2 separate regions of the Triticum aestivum genome follow, and region 1 is linked to region 2. The links are chromatin contacts, called in public Hi-C maps. All regions are on one chromosome and are shown on one strand. The core of a region is the stretch at or near the end of the contact, and the rest is flanking DNA. Distances in the headings are between cores, read along the strand shown. Region 1 holds the start of LOC123077763 (serine-rich adhesin for platelets). Region 2 holds the start of LOC101664699 (gibberellin 2-beta-dioxygenase 3).

Region 1 (2,700 bases), core at 97-2,596, 330 kb before region 2:
GAACTGAAATAGGGAAAATAACTTCATTATCAATTAAACTAACAATAACCAAAAATATTGTACTATGCATCAGAAGTGTTGTTAAAAGAATTGTCAAGAGTGGCACACGGCACACACTCATGCTGTGATTTCTAAACTCCTGAGGCCCAAAATTAAGGTGAATCAAGCTACATAATCATCATACATCTTGAAACCAAGCATGCACCGCATGTGTTGGCAATGAGAATTCGACCAAGAGCTTGCAAATTACTTCACATTCCCTCTACGGTCCATCCGGTTTCCTGACTGCCGCATTACCGAGAAGCCTGCTGATAATCACATCAACAAGCTAATCTAACCACAACAAATTGTGGGTCCAAATGCAAATCCCACACTCCCCAAGGTGCATGCAGAAAAATCACACCTAAATCAGAATCTTAGAGTCTAATAGCCTCTTAACCACATAGTCAGGTTCGAAAATTAAAGGAGGGAGGACCCATCTAAACATGAGATTAAGCAAAGTCGCCATCATTCCGTACGAAAACCCTAGGGTCAAAGGGGATTGCACGGACTCATCATTGATTACACCCCTAAAACCCCAACACCAGGACGCTAAAACTGCAAGAGGTTGAAGAAAAATTTCTGGGAGAAATCAAACTACGGACACAGTAAATCCATGTAGGATTAACTTGACACCAGGTAAACCCGCAGCAGTTTTTCGACTAGAGGCGAGCCCCGACAGTACCCCCAAATGGTCAGACTGACAACCGCCCAAAACCGCCGATTAAAACATGCCACATTTCGTCGCGATCGGAAACCCGCCGCCGCCGCTCCAATCCAGCGCTGCTACCGGTCAACCTAAACAAAATCGCCGAAAAATCCCACAACATTCGGACCAAAACCTTCCCCAAACCCAAAGCCCTAGGAAATTCCCCATCGGACGCGCTTGGAAACACTAACCCCCGGCGCTCGGAAGCGACCAAATAGGCCGAAATAGAGCGCCAAATCAACCCGAAAACCCGGCGCCGAAAACCCCCACATTGCGACTGGCCCAAGCCCTAGCCAGACGAACTGAAGCATCGAGCGAGCGGGGGTCGCGATCGGAGATGGGGAGCGGCTGGAGCACTCACGGCGGGGATGATCGGAGACGCGGGGCCGCGTCGGTCGCAGGCCCTTCCTTCCCACCTTCGTCGTCTGCCGCTCTGTACCTTCGCCTCCCTCTGCTCCCCTCTCTGCTGCGCCTGAAAGACGAAGAGCTTTGGCTTGTTTTTTTCTCTGTGGGAAAGGGGGTGGGGGATGCTGCTGGGGAAGTCTGGAAGGGGACCGAGTCTTATTTTTTTCTCTCCCCCGTCCGTCCAGATAGCAGCGGAGTCCTTAATTAGTGAACGTAGGCCTACCCGAAGCGCAAGATACGCGCCGGGACGCGTCACGCCGACACGTGGGGCCGCCCCATACGCAGGGGCCAGTCACCGTCGCTCGCCACGTCCAACGTGGCTGACGCGGCCGGTCAGGGCTTTCTTGCTCCCTCATCCCTGACCCTGACGCGGCCGTACGCTTGGGCGATGCCCATTCCCATAACGCCATCGCCCCACATGGCCGGGCCCACGTGTCAGCCTGCGAGCCCCCATTGGTACGCACGCGTGGCCGCTCCCCCGCAGAGGTGCCTTGTCGTCTTTCCGGGGCGCGCTCGTATATCCACCGGGCGGAGGAGTAAACTTTCCGCACCGGCGCTTGGTAGTATACCCCGCTGGAAAAGCCTGCGCGAGGATATGCGTGGCCCACCCGTCGGGGAGGCGGCGGGGCGAGGGTGGTGGCCGGGAATTCTGGGATCGTTGGCCGCTTCATTGAAGGCTGTGGGATTCTTTCTTTTTTGTTTGTTTTGAGAATTGATGGCTGGGGGATACTGCGAAGCGTAGTGGGTGGGGAAAGTGACTATCGGGAAGACGAGTTCGTGGTGCGACCCGTGATACCGAATACCCCCTTGGACGTGGCCCCGCCCGCGGGCTGGGACCGGGGGACTGGGTTCGTGTGGGCCCATCTGCAGGGGGGCAGAGAAACTGGAGTACTTTGGGTGCCGGAGCACGGGACCGCACCCGAGATTCACCGGGCACTTCTTGGAGCCGCATGCGTTTGTTGGATGAGCCACCTGTGGCTGCTCCTGTTCTTCGTGTGGTTTGAATGCTTGATTGATTCTACAGCACTGTGCGTTCTCCGGTTCGAGTATGGGCGTAAATGAGCTCCGATGGTTGCAGTGTCGGGGTGGCGCTGTAGCGACCAGACCTCAAACAGTCTGTGCTGCTGTGCACCAGTGTCATCCCTATATCAGTAACGTTGACACGCACAGTACAAATGGAGGATTTATAACAGAGTATCAATCACACACTTATTACAACGAGTATCTCAAAAGAGAAATAAGTATGATAAATATGGCTTAAGGCCATCTAAATACGATAACAGCGGAAAACTTGGAAGATAAGTGAGTCCATCAACTCCAACGGCATCACTGAGTATAAGACCACGACCTAAGGCACCTTACGCGTCGTCTGAAAAGTCTGCAACATGAAACGTTGCAGCCCGAAACGGGTCAGCACATGGAATATGCTGGCAAAATAACACATAGAGAGTAATGAACAGAATGATGCTATCACTACATGCATATTTGGCTGGTGGAAGGCTCTATGGTTACTGTTTTGCAAAAAGCCAAATTTTCCGTACTGCAAA
Region 2 (2,700 bases), core at 110-2,609:
TCCGCCGCACCGCCGCCGCGTACTCCTCCAGAAGATCCCTGACAGCAACAAAAAAACGACCAAAAAATATCACTCCACGTATTATTGCGCGACTCTGATTAATGATGTCAAAAGGAGATGCGGATAGGGATGGGGCGCGGCAGTGTGGAGTGTAAACGGCAGCACGTCACCGGAGCGGCAGAAAGGCATCGTACGTACGTAGCTTGACGGGCGGCGCGTCGACACGGGTGCACGGCGACGCCGACACGTGCGAACGGAGCAGCACGGCAAGTAGAGAGTGATCGAAAACAACGGGCCGACCGTTACGTCGCCGCCGCACGTGAGTCAAACGTTAAAGATTCGCCGCCTCCGTACGTCGGCCGCGATAAATAGTGAAGCTCCACGCGGCCACGAAAGGCCAGTCTTATCCACGGAAATCCTCCATCTTGTATTTTCAAATTTGCTTTTCAGGAATTTCAGGAACTCTAAAACCATTCGACGATAAAAAAATCCTACAGCTTCGTGTTAATGTCATTGACGTTTCTTCAGACTTTGAGAGACATGGCTAAATTGACTGGTGTTGCTGGCTAAGATTCACTTTTGGTAGTACACTTTAGGAGTTCAGGTAATGCTCTCCAACTGACAGTGATTGGACTGTTCGAGCAGGCATTTTGAGCTGAGCAGATCACGAGAGGGCGGGAAGAAAAACGTGGCGTGGCATGTGTGCATGTGCATGTGTTTGTCAGCGGAGGGAGGGGGTGCCGGTGCAGACGCGGAGGGCGAATGTAAAATGTCCAGCGTGCATGGGTGGCGAGCGAACGAACTCACCGTAAGGGGCAGGGGGGCTCGGACAGCGACGCGACGGCGGCGCCTGCGCACGGCAATGTCCAGGACGCGAAGGAGGCGGCGGGCAGCGCGCCGGCGGGGGTGACGCCCAGCATGAGGTACTCGATCCACCCGAGGTCGCCGGAGACGCCGATGCGCTTGCTGTCGTACCCGAGCGGCCGGCCAGCGGCGGCCTCCTTCTCGGCCTGCGGCAGCGCGAAGAACTCCGCCGCGGCCGCCTCCGCGGCGCGCACGAGCTCCGGCGGCACCCCGTGGCCGGTCACCTTGAAGAAGCCCTGCTCCTCGCACGCGGACACCAGCGCGCGCGCCGCGGCCGCGCGGCCGGGCCCCGGGGCGGCGGACAGGTCGACCTCCCGCACGTGGGCCAGCGGCGGCTGGGCCGCCGGCAGCGCTATCTGCTCCAGCTCGCCCTTGGCAAGGACCACCATGGTCGGCTTTTTCTTCTTCCTTGTTCTCGAGGAAACAGAGGAGAAAGCAGGGCAAGAGAAGGCTTGATCGAGCAAGCGCGAGAGCTTTTCGAGTTGAGTGATACGAGCCGAGCTCGTTGCCCTCTATTTATAGGCGCACCGGCCCGCCGGAAGGTTGGTACAAGTACAGCCTCTGAATATTCCGCGCGCTCTGCCGTGCTGTGCACCTGTGACGCTATAGTGCGTTGATATGGGCCGTTAGATCGAGCGCCAATGGCATGGATCGGTGCTTGGCACCGCCATGGGTTGCCGTTTTGCTCATCGCGGCATTAGATCGTGGTATCCGTCGTGCCGGGTTAATCCCCACCGTTTGAGTACTTCTGTACGTAGGCGGAATGTGTGCTATCTACGTCAGTGATGACACTTACACTTCCAGAAAACTTAGCTCGGTCAGAGCCTTCAGAACGATGGCCAAGAGATCAAGGTCATTTTCAACCTCGGTCATCTTTTGACAATCAAAGGCCTTTCGCCAGTATTGCTTGCAAGTTAACTCCATGTGGACGACGTATACGGGTCTTTTTGCCAACATTGGGAAAATGCTCTTGTGTAGCCAGGCAAGATACCTACGGGCCTTAAAAACACTGGACATAATAGTACATGGACCAATAATTTCGTGAATTGCCGTGGCGTGGTGGTACAATGTACTCCGTAGAATAGAAAAGGATAGTTTTGCAGCACTTGCTTAGAGGACCACCAGGATAATAAGTCCGGGTTCATTTCCTTCTTCAGAAATAGAAATGGACTGCATGAACGGGGAGCCCCGCTGAGCTGTCCATGCTAAAAAAATCCTCGCCAGGTGCAAGAGATGGATGCAGATAATGTGTGATGTATGCCTATATTTATCACTTGCAAACCCAGAGTATATAGCAAAAAACTACCACATTACAGGCTTTCGTTTTGAAAAACTATTACTTTTTAAAAAATTTAAAAATCTACCACAAAAGTGGTGGGCTGTTCCAAAAAACCCTAGTTCCTGAAGCGTTAAGTTTTAATCACGTTTATGACAAAGGGGGTCCACTCGTCAGGTCACTGTTATATTGGACCGTTAGTTGACCGTTATGACATGTGGAGCCCACATGTCGGTCCTAAAAAATGCAAAACAGTCCATGTAAGTTTTGTAAAAAAGCAATTGGGTCCCTGTGCTCTTTCTCGCTCCCGTAACCCGTCGCCATGGCGGGAAGCTTCGAGCTGCTCCCCCATCGCCGCCGCTGCTTCCCGCCGCCGGCGCCGCTGCTCCCCGCCGCTTCTCCATGCCGCTATGTGCTGCTCATGGCTGCTGCTACCCGCCGCCGACGCTGCTCCCCGCCGCGACGGCTGCTGCTGCCTGCCGCCGCTGCCGCCGCTGCTTGCCCGCCGGCGCCGCCGCTCCCCGCCGCTTCTCCCTGCCGCTATGCTGCTCGCGGCTGCT

Evidence for each region. A called contact is a pair of places that touch in the nucleus more often than the background predicts.
Region 1: a contact with region 2 is called in a Hi-C map of leaf, with 4 times the contacts expected there. The contact joins the promoter of LOC123077763 here to the promoter of LOC101664699 in region 2. A contact is called at or near these places in 2 of 5 Hi-C or Micro-C datasets (both in leaf).

The regions. Positions count from the first base shown.
Region 1 is chr3D:115,218,368-115,221,067 of IWGSC CS RefSeq v2.1, reverse strand. It overlaps LOC123077763 (serine-rich adhesin for platelets), which reads right to left and starts at 1,346. Exons shown (of 10, transcript XM_044500089.1): 1 at 1,110-1,346; 2 at 1-3.
Region 2 is chr3D:114,889,667-114,892,366 of IWGSC CS RefSeq v2.1, reverse strand. It overlaps LOC101664699 (gibberellin 2-beta-dioxygenase 3), which reads right to left and starts at 1,359. Exons shown (of 3, transcript XM_044500087.1): 1 at 808-1,359; 2 at 1-38. The coding sequence starts at 1,253.